4 separate regions of the Mus musculus genome follow, and regions 2, 3 and 4 are each linked to region 1. A link is a contact called in public HiChIP or PLAC-seq data. All regions are on one chromosome and are shown on one strand. Each heading gives the region's core, a stretch centred on a gene start, on an enhancer-like site or on the middle of the called end of the contact. The rest is flanking DNA. Distances are from core to core; before and after follow the strand shown. Region 1 overlaps Rnf220 (ring finger protein 220). Region 2 overlaps Eri3 (exoribonuclease 3). Region 3 overlaps Eri3 (exoribonuclease 3). Region 4 overlaps Eri3 (exoribonuclease 3).

Region 1 (3,635 bases), core at 377-2,876:
GCGTTAGCACCTGCATAAAATATTAAAGGGACGGTTATGCATTTATCACTCCATCCCTCTTAAGGCTGATAAATGAGAATCCAGCAACCTGCTGTACACCTCCAGCACTAGGGGCCCTCAGGGCTTCTAGGCAAACACATTGCATTTTCCTCCTCCTCCTCCCCAGGTCTGTGTCAGGGAAATCAGTTACAGAGGAGAGAGTGAGTTATGGCAAAATTTGACCTCCCATGAGCTTCATTGGTGAATCTAATTTTAGCTCTGATCCCATCTCTTCTCCCATGGCGCCCTCTGCCCTGAAGGAAGAGGGGCCTGGGCTCAGCTGCTCCCTGCTTCCCTTGGGCTCTCCCCAATCGCTGCCGAAGAGTCTTCAGGGCCCTACCCGTCTCTGCTCCCTTCCTAGCTCCTGAGACAAGGGTTGGCTCCCTAGATGAGACAGAAGAATTGGTTAGGTGCCCAGGGTCAGTGTCCTCTTGTCAAGCTCTGTCACCATGGGCAAGAGAAAGAGGTACCTGCTTCTTGGCTTCTAACTCTTTCTGTGTAAAGCACAGCTGGCACTGCAGTTTGTGGTCATTAAGAGAGCCAGGCTGCATCCCATCTGCCTCCTGTTTTTCTGGGCAACACCCTTGAGATGGCCACTGTGTGTGGTCTTTGGGGGATCTCTCAGCAGGCTCGAAGGAGGGCCTTTGCCTCCGTAGAGCCATGACACCTGGTCTCCGGTGAGATCAAGTCTCTGCAGTGCCATCCAGTGCAGATGGGCACTGTGCCTCTGAGCTTGTTGCATGGTGCCCACCAGTCTGAAGACAAGTCAGAGCGTAAATCAGGAGGGTTAAACCAAACTGTTGCCACCCCCTAGGTAAGCAGCCTTAGTTGTCATTGCACAGAGCATTTCTGTCCTGGGGCTCTAGCAGGTCTGAAGCCTCTCAAGAATGAAGGATGGCGCTCATGAGCCCAGGAATGAGGCACATGGATGCTAGGGTGTGTGACCAGGTTTAGAAGGCAGTCTTGCTGAGTCAGTTCTGGAAGGCTGTTCTAGATTAGCTCTGCTGTCAGTTGCAACTGTTCACACCAACTGCAGCTGCTGCTTAGGTTTCTTGGCAAGGAACAGGACCCTGTGGCTCTTGGGCTCCTGGAGTGTCTGAATGGGTCAGGCTGCACAGGGCCCACTGCTTAAGCAAAGCCATTTCTGCATGGGATGTGCCAGCAGATGGGTGTCAGAGGCTCTCGGGCCTCGGGTAGGTATCATCTTTCTGGGTGTGTTTACACTGCGAGGTTGATCCTTTCAAGAATTCCTGAGGAGAGTTCAAAGAGGGCTTTTCTTTGAGCGATTTGGAGAGCGAGAATGAGACTTGAAGAGGGAATGGGGCCGGAGGGGCCTTTATCTGCAGAGAATTGCTCCAGCTTTCCTGATAGAAGCTGCTGCCGCCTCTTAAACAGCTTAGTGCAGTCAAAAGACAGGCTAACTTGAAAGGCTGTTTTACAGCGAGATCAGCGGGGGCCACGAGGCAGAAAGTGGAGCCTCCTCAATGGGAGGGGCTATCAAAGAGAGGCCCTGGCTGATCCTGACTGCCTCTGCCCCTGAAGCCCATCTGCAAAAGCTGGCCATCTGTCAGCCGACCCTCCCTGGCCAGGACCAATAGGCCCAACTCTTGGGGGGGGGGGTTGGGTGTGGCCCTGCCAGGCTGCTGGTGTCAGTGCAGTGCATTGATCGCCGCCGGGCGGGCTGGGCCGCAAGCTGGGCAGCTCCTGCTTAATGTGATTGAAAGGCAGTTAAAATGGCGGTGACCTTTTCAGGAGGAATTAGATTGCCTGCCAAGACCGGTTAGAGGGAGTGATAACGCCAGCCGAAGAAGCTGCCCGGCCGACTTCAGAGAGGGAGGCAGAGGCAGGATGAGCAGGAGAGTAGCGAGGCCCATTTAAGCCGTCCTGTGCATGCTGACAGCAGAGATTGCTGTCCTTGTTAGATATGAAAGAGTTGAAGAACTGTGATAAGTCCCTGCATCCCTTCATTCCTCTGTCCCCCCTCCCAGACTAGGGTCCCCTCGTCATCCTCAACAGAGCTTCCTACATGGTCAGACCGGCTGCCTTGAATGTAATCTAGGCAGTGGTCTAGCAAGAGTCATGGTGAAGACACTTGGCTCAGAAGAACAGGCTGTGAGCTTGAGAGCCTGGGGTTAATGACAAGGAGGGTCAATGTCTCAGGACAAAAGAGAGCAAGAGAACGTCGAGGGAGGTCGGTCTACAAATAGATTCTTATTTATTTAGAGAGGAGATCTCACTATGTCACCCCAGCTGACCTGGAACTCGCTGTGTAGACCACACTGGCCTCAGACTCGAGTTTCATCTGCCTCTGCCTCCCAGTACAAACAGATTAAGAAACAGAAATAAAGCCTGGGGAAATGAGGAAAGTCTTGTAGAGAGCAGCTCGTCTGACCCTCGGGTCTCAGAGCACTCTGGGCTGTGCACTCCGCTGCCGCCTGCTCACTTGAAACCTCAGGTCTTTTGCACTGCTCGTGGTGTTGCATATGGGCAGAACCCAGGGCCCAGTGCTTCATCTAAAGATACAACAATTAGGGTAAAAGGTGCTTTTCTGGGATACTCTGCCAAACCTAGGCAGAAGAGATGTCTTCAGGCTAGAGAAATGGGCCACAAGGGAGGCAGCCTTGGGATAACTGTGACCATGTGACCTCCATCCTCAAGGAGCCATGTGACCAATGAGTAAGGGCTCGATTTTCCTCTTATTCCCTACCTCCTCTGTCTTAGAGGTGTGGGGTGCTGGGCTGTAAGTCCTCCCTTGTATCGGTTGCCAGTAAGAATTCACTTGTCCAGACTTGGGGAAGCCAGAACTCAGTACAACTAGAAGGATCAGTCTGCTCAAAAGGATGTGGAAAAGATTAGTTTTAAATAAGGTGGCTGTTATGTTGTGGGCCAGGAGTGGTAAGATGGTTCACTTCCCAGGATGATGCTCAGGAAGTGGCAAGTGTGTGCACCTTTGTCTTTGAGCCCTGGCTGAAGCCCCTTTCAGGGTGACGTAGGTTAGAGACAGTATTTCTCTTCTCAATCCCAGCGCTCCTGATGCAGACACAAATGGGTCTCTAATTCCAAGGCCACCTTGGTCTACATAGTTGGTTCTAGACCAGCCAGAGATACAAAGTCTGTGTGTGTCTTGGGGTGGGGAGGGTGCTAAGGTAGTGGTTATGAGGGCTGCTGCCCCGCCAGATCTTGCCTAGGGTCTCTTGTCTTAGATTAAGGCTGGGTCTAAGCACCCTGCGATTATGAGAGAACAGCAGCTAGAGGCAGCTTCAGCACAGTTCTTTTTAATAACTGTTGATAAGGTAACCAACAGATTATGAAACAAGAGTGTGCAAGGTGTGACTCCACAGGTATGGGCCAAGATGTGAGCCCTAGTTGCCAAAAATGTCTGATTGCCACTGTGCTCCTAGCCCTGTGGGTGACACGTGTTGCAACAGTACCACTGGAAACGGGTTTGGAATGGAAGGAAGGTATAGGTGGCTGCCTTCTCACTCTCCACCTCCTTCCATTTATGATGGCTGCCTGTTGGGAGGGGTGTGGCTAGGAGCAAGGCTTCTTCTGTCCCCTGTGGCACTGGACAGGATTTAATCACCTTTTGGAACACA
Region 2 (3,635 bases), core at 417-2,916, 370 kb before region 1:
TAATTCTCGGGGCTGGTGAGATGGCTCAGTGGGTAAGAGCACCCGACTGCTCTTCCAAAGGTCCAGAGTTCAAATCCCAGCAACCACATGGTGGCTCACAACCATCCGTAACAAGATCTGACGCCCCCTTCTGGAGTGTCTGAAGACAGCTATGGTGTACTTACATATAATAAATAAATAAATCTTTATAAAAAAAAAAAAAAAAAAAAAAAAAAAAAAAAAAAAAGATTAATTCTCAGGGTACAGGACCCATTCAGGACTCAAGAGAGGGGCTGGTCGGCTCTAGGCCCTGACATTGTCTCTCACCTTAAACCAGTGTAATGACTTGCAAATATTGATGAAAAACGCAAACTACAGCAATTGTGTTTTTCAGGGAGTGAAGGTGGGGAGAAGGGATAAGGAGGAAAATAAACTGCAATGAAGTCCAGTTATCTCCCATCTGTAGCTGTTCCTAATCCCCTAGCCCAAAGGAATCCAATGCAGCCCCTTATCTGCCCTGTCAATCACTCAATCACCGCCCAGTGCTTGGTGGGCACCACATTCACACACATGCTCTCACAAACACAGGCACTCCAACTGACTCTTGCTCCAACATTCCCGCCCACCCCCAGCCCATTACTCTTCTGAGTAGGAGCAGCAAGCACGCACAGGTCCTGCCAGATGGATGCAATTTGCATAATATCAGCAGTGAAGGCTGCAAGATCACCAGGGGTCAGGGCGCTGACATCCCCGCACAGTCTATCTGCAAGTGCTAATTTGGCCAGCATTGATCTGTCTTTCTGATTTCTTTGTCATTTACGTCTGCGATGGTCTGACAGGAGATACAGAGAGAGACAAGGGGAGGCCAAGCCAGCCTGGGGCTAAGAAGAAGGGAACAAAGATCATACTGCACGCACACACACGCGAGCACACACACACATACACACACACCCCAGAACCTTCTTCCATCCATCAACTCACTCAAACCAGTTCTAACACACATACATGCTTAGGGGCCCCAAGGAGGTCTTGTTCAAGGAGGAAATTGTCCCTCACTTCCAGGGACCATCCAGATAGGAAGTGGAGACCCTGTTGGCACCCGAGTAATTATCCTTTATGGCCACCCACTTTCTGGATCTTCACTTTCTCAAGGCTACATCAGAAAGGAGATGGGCAGGGTAAGTATGGGGAAAGACACTCTAGTTCTGTTTCACACTGAACAAAAAGCTGGCCCTCTGAGCAGTGACAGTGGCCAAGCCCAAAATAGCAATGGTGGTAGTGGTGAGACACAGCTGAGGGCAGACAAGAGGAGAAATGTCAGCATCTACAGGGTCATCTGTAGCCTAGACGAGGGCTTCTGAATGTCGAGTCCACATATTACCTGCAGACTCCTCAACCAGAGAGAGTCCTTACACTTTTCTCCGTCTTGTAAGGGGTTTAGCAGAGGGAAAAGAATGGCCAGATGGCTGAAAGGGAGGCAAAGACTGAAGCTCTTGAAAGCAAGAGTCCTCTGCAGAGAGGGGATCATGGACCCTGAGATGCAGAGGGATTTGAACATTCCCAGGGGTGCAACACCCCTCCCCCATGTTAGCCCCTCCCCCTTTCCCTTCCTACTGTGGAGGAGCTGGGTGATCAGAAGGAACTCCCTGCTGGGCAAAAGGAGGGGCTGGTGTCCATGTGTGCTAATCCGGGCGGGCAAGGTCTTCAGAGAGACCTGGGAAACTTCAAGGAGGGGAAGCCAAAGCTGTACTGCAGCTGAGCTCATTAGCCAGCACCCCCCTCCCCGAGAGGAGGAGGGTGGGAGGCCCAGTGAGCTGGCGGCAGAGAAAAGGCTGTCACTGTCCTTTCTTCCTTTCGGTACAAGCATCTCCCTGAGCCTACGTTTCTCCTGCAGTGACACCTCTCACGGGCACTAATGAGATCCATGCCACAGAGCTAATGCATTCTGACTGGACTCTGATAGACACCCTACTCATGTGGGGGAGACCACAGGCTAGTACTTCTTCCCACAGAGGGGCACCCTCCCCGTTGCCACCACCTGCCAGCTTAGCTCTTGCCAAACTCTGGTGGGCAGCAAGCTCCTGAGAGTCCATTTGGTCTCTGGCCATGCCACCTGTGCCATGAGCCTCTGCAGGGACCCCTCAGTCTCAGAGCAGAGAGGCTAAGACCGCAGGGCCGGCCCACCCAGCTGGGTATGGGGGCTGTTCACTTATTCTCCTAGCCAGCTAAAACCTGAAGTCTGTAGGCTCTGTCACAATAGCAGATTTGTCTGATCTTCCCTGTACAGATTTCAGAAAGGAAAGAAGGGAAGAAACCCAGACTCTGCTGCAGAGCCTAGCTTGGAAGATTCTAGTTTGGTTTGTTCTTTTGTGGTACTAGAGACTGAACCTAGGGCCTTGCTCTTGCTGGTAAGTGCTCTACTACTGAGTTACACCCCCAGCCTAAAAGGACCCAGTTATTGCCCATAACAAATGATATCAAGATACCCTTCTTTATATGCCTAAGACAAGGGCCTGGAGATAGGTGGGATTCCCTGGGCCAAGAGGTAGAGAGCAAACTGTAATGAGAGTAAGATGGTTCAGGACTGGAAGAGGCTGAGGTCAGCAGATGTGCAGTGTCTTCACAGAGCTGATGGACGGCAGGGCCTGTCTTGCCTTTTCTTTCTCCAGCTGTTGCCCACACCCTGCAGGCCCAGAAGGTTCATGGGAGCTTATGGAGAATAGGGAGAGCCAGCAGGAGAGGGAGGGAGGCTGAGGACACAGCTCAGCGGAGCGGCGAGGTGCTTTCCCTCAAGCATGAGGATCTGAATTTGAATCCTAGAACCCGGGTTTTTTGTTTTGTTTTGTTTTGTTTTTCGAGACAGGGTTGCTTTGTGTAACAGAGTCCTGTCTGTCCTCCTGGACTTGCTTTATAGACCAGGCTGGCCTCGAACTCAGAGATCCATCTGCCTGTCGTCTAGTACCACACCTGGCTTGGTTTTTTTGTTTTGTTTTATTTTTTTATTTTATTTTTTTAAAAGATTTATTTATTTATTATATGTGGTTGCTGGGAATTGAACTCAGGACCTCTGGAAGAGCAGTCAGTGCTCTTAACTGCTGAGCCATCTCACCAGCCCTTGTTTTATTTTTTAAGTCAAAACAATCACAAAGTTCAACACTACAAAGGCGCAGCATTGGCAGGGCACAGGGATTGAGATGTTGGGTCGGGCACTTGGGTATTTACTTAATCCTCAGGTCATCGGCTATGGGACCTTGACCAACTCATGCCAGTTTCTTAGGAAGGGAAATGTGATGCCTACCTTCACATGACTGTTAGGCAAATGAGTTTATGCAAAATGAGAGGAACACTTTGCTGACACACTGATGAAGTGAAAGAAAGGCAGACTACTCAGCAGTCGCTGGGAGGCCACCCTGCCTTGGAGATAAGCTGACTGAGGGACTGTCAGAGCCACAGGGCGGTGCAGTTCAGCAGCCTCATCTTGTACATCAGGCTCCCAGGGCCAAACCCACCCAGCCCCACTAAAATGTCTTGCTCACAAGCCTCCAAAGCTTTCCTGCTCCGTGTTGCAGCATCTCTGGACCTTCCCTAGTCATTCCTGAACTGTGTCTCCTTCAGTCTCCAGTGCTGAGCTCAAAATTCGGCCTGAAATTTCTGTG
Region 3 (3,635 bases), core at 746-3,245, 350 kb before region 1:
TGGCCTTCAGTGGTACTAGGCAGATAGGCAAAGAACTCACTGATGTGTGCTGTAATGTGCGACAAGAAAGTCCACAGAAAGCGACTGGATACAGATGAAGCTGGAGTTGGGGAAGACTGCTCAGGAAGAATGGAAGCCTGTGGTGTCAGATGAGGCCTCCAGAGTTTGGGACCCAAAGACCCTCCTCTCTGAAACATGTCTATCATCCTAGCCACCATCTCTCTGTCTATCAGTCTGCCTCTACCCAGGTGTAACAGAATTCAAGGATCTAGGCTTCAGAACCATACTGGCAACATCTATTGAGAGTCTACATAGGCCAAGTTATATGCCTGCATACAGCAATGAGGGTTCTGACCTCAGAGAGATTCAAGTCTACTGGACAAGGTACTAACTATAAAGCAACACAGGTGATCCTTAATTCGTAGCTATAGTAAGAGCTCCAAGAAGAAATGTAAGCTGTTACAACGGATGAGAGCAGGAACAGGATGCCCCGCATAGGCTATAGATGGAACAGTAAATGCATAAGGGAATTCTGAGTCAAAGATCCTGAGAAGAGTCCACAGACCAATTAGCTGAAAATCTACGTTGGGCTCTTATGATTACAAAGCTAAAAAGACTGAGCTGGGCATGTAGCTGAGTTGACTGAGCACTAGCATAGCATGCACAAGGCCCTGGGTTCAAACTCCAGCACTGCCTAAACTGGGCATAGTGGCGCAACATATCCACCTGAGCACTCAGGAGATGGGGAGTTCAGAGCACCCTCTGCTACACACTCCATGAGACCTTGTGCAAAGGTAAAGAATGTGCACAGAGATGAGTCACCAGGTAAGGGTGCTTGCTGCCAAGCCCAATGACATAAATCTGATCCCCCCAAACCCATAAGATGGAAAGAAAGAGAAGACTCCCAAAAGCTGCCCTCTATCTCCACGGGCGCGCCATGATATGTGCCCACCCTTGCAATAAACAACTTTTCTAAAGATAAAGACTGAAAGGATGTGAATGAAGTAACAGAGGAGAGGACTGAGAGTCTGAGGCCAGTCTAGAGAAGGTAGCAAGACTGGCTCAAAAATAACAAAGAACAATCAAGAGGGCACAGAGTGATCTGCGAGGCAGCTCAGCACTTGCCTAGCATGCACAAGCCCTGGGTTTGATCCTTAGCATTGTTTAAAAAAAAAAAAAAAAAACTGCCTACTGAACATAGAAAAATCACTTCAGGAAAGGCCACTGTGGTCTCAGGATCTTAGTTCCCTTACAGAACTAAGTAATTAATTACCAAGGTAATTACCAATTACCTTACTCCCTAATCTCTTTTGTCCACTCCTCCAAGTCCCTTCTAAACTGCCTACCCCAGTCCCCACCAAGAGTTTTCCTTATCACATACCATATACAGTTTGGTTTCTGACTTGGTAGGTCTGACTGCTATTTCAGAGGCAGGACAGCTCTGTCTACAGGCCCCAGAAGCAAGCAGGTACTGTTCCAGTCTGAAGTCTAGGTCCCCTTCCGTCTACCCACAGTCTGAGAACTCCACAGGCCTCCACTTGAAAAGGGTGCTAAAGGCAATGATGTCTCCAAGTGCGATGGGAGATATTTGTGTCTGCTTTACCCTTGGCTTTTTGCTCCGGTTCAGGTAGGAGCGGGGTGGGCTGGCTGGCAGATCTGAGAGCGTGGCACGCCCCAGCGGGCAGGGCGCACAGCGCGGAGGAAGGCGCGAGTCAGTCTGGAGTGCTCCCCATTTATCAAGCTCACGCAGGCCGCCAGCCGAGCGAGTCTTTCTATCATTACACCTCTCAAAATCCGATTCATACCACTAATCCTGCCTTCATTCTCCCAGATTAATAACATCTCTTTCAACCTTCACAGTGTGATAAATAGACAAAGAGAGAACAAAAGGAGAGACAGAAGAGAGAGAAAGAGCTGGAGCAAGTCCCCATAATAGAGAGAGCCGAGAAAGAGGAGAGGGAAAAAAGGAATGAGAGCGTGAGCAGGCAGCGGCTAGAGACTGCAGATACCTCAGAGAGCCGCTCTGAGGAGAGCTGGCAGCTGCACCCCGCTAGGTTCTGCTCTATCCCCAAAGAGAAAGAAGGGCTTGTTAACAGCTCCTTCCTGCTGCACTTTTGTTCAAATTCTTTCCTTCCCTTCCAATCCTGCTTTAGGTCAAATCCTAGTGAAAATGAGTCTCCTGGCTTCCTGGTGTCCCTGATGAAGCCTAGAGAAGCAGCCTGGCCCTTTCAGAAAGCTGAGTCTGGGTGCATGATGGGCCTGGGATGGCTTTGGTAAGGGGAGAGCAAGCTTGCCCAAAGTTTCACCAAGGCTGTTCCCTTAGTCCAAATCCCAGCCTTTCCCTGCTATCTTGGAATAATGAAAAAGGGTCACGAGCAGGGGAGGCATGGGGTCCAGTCCGTAAGGCCCTGTCCTACAAAGCTTTCCACCCTAAGGCTCCAAGAGGCCCAAATGAGGGCACCTAGGCCTCAGTAGTCAGCCCAACCAGTGGGTGAATGTAGATGGCTCTCAGGCCACACCTCCAAATAATGGCAGAGAAGTGTGTCAGGGACAATGAATTCATTGGGCCCCAGTCCTATAATAGTGTCCTCTGGTTTTTCTACTCTCCCTGGAAACTTAGGCACACATGTCTGTACAGCATACTCCCTTTGCTCTGCACTTAACTGTCCTCTCCTGGTGACATTCCAGTTCTTCGAGACTAATCCAGTCACTCCTACTTAAGGGCTCTTAACACTGCTTAGTCACCTTGTAGTGACTATGTCTCCCTCACTCAGGGTAGGGTAGGGGGACTGTCACGACTCCTCTATTTCCAGGTCTCAGTTGCTCTAAGCACCTCCATTCTTTCTTTGCGTAGCCAAACCAGCCCTACACTCATATGACTTAACGTGTGCTCTGGACTACACAGCATTCCTAGGCTGCTGGCTGGCTGGCCTGGCTCAGAGGCAGGAGGAGAACCACACCACAGCAGGAAGCTCCAGGGCACTATACTTCCATGGCCTTCACGATCCATCAGAACTGGAGGAGGGCTATAGCTAGGTCCTTAGAGCATCGAAGCTCTCAGTACACTCACAATAAGTATGGGGGGCGGGGGAAGCAGGGAGAATGCATCATATGGAGTCCAACCCCTGTTCTGCCCAACCCAACCTACAGAAGCAGCCTTCTAGAACACTCAAGGCTTCTCCAAGGGCAGAGAACAGGTAGCCAAGAACACTCTGAGGCAGACTGTTAGTAGAAAGCTGATGGTTGGCATACTTAGAGAATGGTGGTCCACAGTACTAGATATGGGATTTTTTGCAGACATTCCTCCAACACTTTCCTCCAGCAAGCTTCCTCTCTCCCTTTTCTCTGATCCTGTCACTCAAATACAACTTTCCTTTGGGACCTGAATGGATGCTGTCTACATGCACTCTCATTCCTGGGAACCCCATCACTTCTAGCCCCAATTCTTCATTTTTCCAGTTGCCCCTTCACTTGAAATAACTTGACAGCTCAGAAGAAACAAACTTACAAACAAACAAGACCCCCAGTTTTGCAGGACCCAGAAAGAAACCCTAAGGGAGTAATGCTGAAATGGGCAGATAGTAGAGCCACAAAATCCCAAAGCCTCAAAGGACTCCCCACACTTCTCTTCCGCC
Region 4 (3,635 bases), core at 581-3,080, 300 kb before region 1:
TAAAATGGGGTCAGTGCTAATCTGCAGACAAGTTAGCCAAGTACAGGACAAACCAAGATACGGACACTCAGCCTTGGCCAGCCTATCTTCTCTGTCCTGGGTGGGAAAGTCATGCTTTACTTTGCTGAACAGAGCAACATTAACATCTCAGGAAGCTAAGAAAACCTGGACATAACAATTCCTTCCAAGCAACTGAAATCCTCACTGTTGCAAAACAGGCCCTACTGAAAACGGAACTGGAAAGAACCTGAGTCCCAGAAGTCCCATACTACTCCTAGACTGACTCCATGTGTCCAGTTGCCAGGAATACTGAGAACAAGAAGGAAAGGGAAATGTTGGGGAGTCTGGGGCAAACTGTATCACTGCTGTCCCTGGGAACAGATATTCAAGCAGTCACAGATTAAAGTCAAGTGAAAAGCCATTGCTGGGCTCTTGCCTTAACCATCGATTAGACCTAGCTTTCCCTACATGGCCTGCATAAACCAACAATCCCAAAGCTCCTCTCCCAGCAGCCCTTACCTCTGTACAGAAGGGGGTAAGCTGTGGGTGGACTACAGGCTGGACATACATGTGAAAGGTAGACTCGATTTCCATGGTCCGGCCATTTAACTTCAGGATGGGGAACTCAATGATTTCCTAGAATGCCAAAGAGACAGAAGAGAAGGTAAGTTATTTTGATCAACCATTTCAAATAACTATGCAAAGCCAAGAAAGAATGAGTGTTTGTGGCTCGTTCCTTCTGCCGGCTCAAACCCAAGGCTAGAAGAGGTGATGTCAACATTTATAATCCCACTGCTCACACTGCTAAAGCCTTCTCGTCGTTTTAGGGAAGGAAGACAGTGGTACACTCTGTCTGTTTCCCTCACAGAGGCCCATTCGGATGATCCTCTAAGACAAAGAAAGGCCTTCCATCTCTTTCTCGCCCAGGCTGTTGTCCTGAAATGTCTGAATCTCCAGGTAAGCAAGCAGCCATCACTCAGCACAGACTTCCTTGTATGAATCTTAAACACTGCCCGTGGTGGGATGGGATGGTGCGGAGGCAGGGGTGGGGGGGCAGGGGATCTTCATTAGTTTTTGTGAGGAAAAAAAAGGTGACAAACAAACAAACTCCCCAAATAAAGCCAAAGGGGACCTGAGAGACAAGAACACGGAACACAAGTTAATAGTGGCTAGTGCCTCCCACCTTTCCTCTCAAGCACTGCACACTCCCCTTTGCCTGCCCCTACCCGCCCAACCGCTTAGCCAGCCCTTCCCAGTCTGCTGGAAGGTAATGGAAGAGGAGGAGGAGGAGTGACAATTTGTTTGGTGTCTCTAAGATTAATTTGTCTCCGTTATTTAATAGAGATGCACAGCACCAAGGTCCTGGTGTGCAAACAGGCTTGCAGAACGCTGGCTGTGCAGCACGCCTCATACATCGTTCCTGGAGAGGGAGGGATGCACCAGAGGGGGGAGAGGGCAGGAGAGAGCACGCGCAGCAGAGAGAAGAGGGAAACCAAGGGGAGAGAATAAAAAAATATATTGCTTTTTAATATTCAAAAACAGTTTGCAAAATTTAATCAAAGCAGAGGAAAAGCTAACATTTTTACCACTTTGACATTTTTATTAGCGCTTTCATAAATTTTTAAAACATGAATGGAATTAGTTTACAACACCCACACACACAAAAAACTGCCCTGAAAACATCTGGAAGAGACAAATAGGAAATAATAAAAAAATAAATAAAAGCAAAATCTTCCAAGTAAAATTAGCATGTGAAAAAAGCCTACACTGCAGAGACAAAAGGGAGCTCTGCCCACACAGGGCCCCAACAATCCTCTTCGGGGCGTGCCTACCCCAGAACCCTCACTCTACAGAAGATCCTCCTAGAATCATCAAAGCCAAGGCAGAGACAGTCTGGAAGAGCAATAGAAAAACCACCACTGCTGACCACTTCTGACCACACTCAGCAAACCAGTGGGCAGGAAAACAGAAAGTTGTCAATTGTCTCTATGTCCCAAGGAAGACAACTACCATCCTTTGGAAACACATCCACTAATATTATGGACTTGTTTTTTTAAGTATTTATTTCAACCCAAAGCCTAACAGTAAGACTGAGAAACAAATCAATGCAGTTAGATTTCATATCAGAGAAATTTAAAGGCTCTGGTTGCCTGGTAGCCCTAGGCCAGTGGTTTTCAATCTTCCTAATGCTGTGACCCTTTAATACAGCTAAAGGTTGTGGTGACCCTCCCAACCAGAAAATTATTTTTGTTGCTACTTAGTAATTGTAATTTTGCTACTGTATGGATCATAATGTAAATATCTGATAAGCAAGGTACTGATACGTGACCCCTGTGAAAGCGTCATTCGACCAGACTCATTAGCTGACCGGAGCCTACCTGGTCCCCCTGAGCTGATCCCCAGAGATGAAGAAGCTGAAGAGAACTTATTACCAGACACAGGAAGGGCAAAACGGCTGCAAGGTTAAGGGCAGGAAGGCTCAGACTGCTCCCTAGGCTCCTGATAGACACCTCTTCTCCCAGTGGAGTGAAGGCCTCGTCCTCCAACTGGTAAGCCTTTGTTCCCATAAAGCACTATAAAGGAGCCCAAGCAGAGGGGAGTTTTGCTTTGGACAACTAAGTTGAGCATTCATTCACACACACATATACCATACACACTGTTCCTAAAAACTCACATATCCACAATTCCCAAGAGCTGTGGTGCATGAGTTAGACCCCACCCCCACCATAACCCCAGTTTGTAGTAAATCCTCCCTCTCCTACTAAATAGGAGAAACACGCCCCGCCCTGCCCCACCCCACCCCACCCCACCCCACCACACCCCCACCATAGAAAGCGCTGTACAGCCTGGTGAGTTTGGCTGCCCTGGTGTCCAAGGAAACAAATACAGCAGCTCCTCACTAACAACGTTAGCTGGGCCCGAAATGAGATTTAACCTGTGACACAACTGTACTTTTCATTTAAACTTTCATTTGGAAAGAAACAGTGTTTGGAGACCTGCAGTTTGTCCTGCTAATAAAGACAAGTGTTGGGACCTTTAAGGATGCCATTCATCTTTGGCTTTTATTAAATTCAATTTTCTTAAGCCTGTGATACATTATGAAATTAGGAGTTGACATTCCTCTGGAAACAAAAATATCTATCAAACATAAATAGGGGAAAACCTCTATTACCAAGAATGTATGGCTTAAAGTTGATCTCTTTCTACTTTTTTACAAGCACACGGTTTGTTTTAGATATGTGAGATGCTATTACAAATCTGGAATTTCATTAGTATTATAAAACAGAACGTGCTTCAGCTCCTGCTCTGACCAGAGCTGTACCAGCTTCCTCAGCAGGCTCTGAAAACCCAGCCTTGAGTCTCCCACTGAAGCTCACTCTGCATTCAGACTCTCCTGCTAGTGCTTCCTTCACTCTAGGGACACAGAGCTAAGGACCAAATTCACCTCACTGAGACTTGTCTCAGCTCCCATGGGAGCAAAAAAGAAAAAGAAAGAAAGAAACCTCCAAGATGCCTAAACCCAAGGCTCAGAGCACGTGAGATCGGCCTGTCAGCCAGGCCTAGTCCTCAAAACTCAAGAGGGACTCACAGGAGTCACATATACACAACATGGCCATATCCTGGAGTCTTTCCTC

What was found. HiChIP or PLAC-seq counts read pairs in DNA pulled down with a chosen protein or histone mark.
Region 2: a contact with region 1 is called in an H3K4me3 HiChIP or PLAC-seq map of forebrain, with 6 times the contacts expected there. The contact joins two enhancer-like sites. A contact is called at or near these places in 8 of 39 promoter capture datasets (the C10 cell line, the HPC-7 cell line, cranial neural crest and 5 more), 1 of 15 datasets of contacts at CTCF or cohesin (the NIH/3T3 cell line), 4 of 484 Hi-C or Micro-C datasets (embryonic fibroblasts, embryonic stem cells, myocytes and 1 more), 29 of 115 datasets of contacts at active chromatin or transcription factors (DN3 thymocytes, the NIH/3T3 cell line, T-cell acute lymphoblastic leukemia and 19 more) and 2 of 9 other capture datasets (adipose tissue and embryonic trunk).
Region 3: an H3K4me3 HiChIP or PLAC-seq map of forebrain shows a contact between it and region 1, with 4 times the contacts expected there. The contact joins two enhancer-like sites. A contact is called at or near these places in 4 of 39 promoter capture datasets (the C10 cell line, the HPC-7 cell line, cranial neural crest and 1 more), 13 of 115 datasets of contacts at active chromatin or transcription factors (craniofacial prominence, embryonic basal ganglia, embryonic brain and 8 more) and 3 of 9 other capture datasets (embryonic stem cells, embryonic trunk and liver).
Region 4: an H3K27ac HiChIP or PLAC-seq map of embryonic stem cells shows a contact between it and region 1, with 3 times the contacts expected there. The contact joins two enhancer-like sites. A contact is called at or near these places in 5 of 39 promoter capture datasets (the 3T3-L1 cell line, the C10 cell line, the HPC-7 cell line and 2 more), 1 of 15 datasets of contacts at CTCF or cohesin (the NIH/3T3 cell line), 7 of 484 Hi-C or Micro-C datasets (bone marrow-derived macrophages, cerebral cortex, cortical neurons and 3 more), 17 of 115 datasets of contacts at active chromatin or transcription factors (bone marrow-derived macrophages, cardiomyocytes, craniofacial prominence and 10 more) and 1 of 9 other capture datasets (adipose tissue).

The regions. Positions count from the first base shown.
Region 1 is chr4:117,281,497-117,285,131 of GRCm38.p6, reverse strand. The region is part of intron 8 of Rnf220 (ring finger protein 220); the gene reads left to right. Among named protein-coding and RNA genes, the nearest start is that of Gm12843, 6.0 kb to the left of the region's middle. Within about 2 kb of position 1,626, at least 55 of the 459 cell types and tissues checked have an H3K27ac peak or open chromatin away from gene starts, as enhancers often do. A contact at or near this core is called in embryonic stem cells, forebrain and stem cell-derived motor neurons, where this site is marked.
Region 2 is chr4:117,652,647-117,656,281 of GRCm38.p6, reverse strand. All of the region lies in intron 8 of Eri3 (exoribonuclease 3), which reads right to left. Among named protein-coding and RNA genes, the nearest start is that of Dmap1, 28 kb to the left of the region's middle. Within about 2 kb of position 1,666, at least 24 of the 459 cell types and tissues checked have an H3K27ac peak or open chromatin away from gene starts, as enhancers often do. A contact at or near this core is called in forebrain and stem cell-derived motor neurons, where this site is marked.
Region 3 is chr4:117,635,456-117,639,090 of GRCm38.p6, reverse strand. All of the region lies in intron 7 of Eri3 (exoribonuclease 3), which reads right to left. Among named protein-coding and RNA genes, the nearest start is that of Dmap1, 45 kb to the left of the region's middle. Within about 2 kb of position 1,995, at least 28 of the 459 cell types and tissues checked have an H3K27ac peak or open chromatin away from gene starts, as enhancers often do. A contact at or near this core is called in forebrain, where this site is marked.
Region 4 is chr4:117,579,601-117,583,235 of GRCm38.p6, reverse strand. Eri3 (exoribonuclease 3) reads right to left here. Exons shown (of 9, transcript NM_080469.4): 4 at 520-636. Among named protein-coding and RNA genes, the nearest start is that of Eri3, 31 kb to the right of the region's middle. Within about 2 kb of position 1,830, at least 4 of the 459 cell types and tissues checked have an H3K27ac peak or open chromatin away from gene starts, as enhancers often do. A contact at or near this core is called in embryonic stem cells, where this site is marked.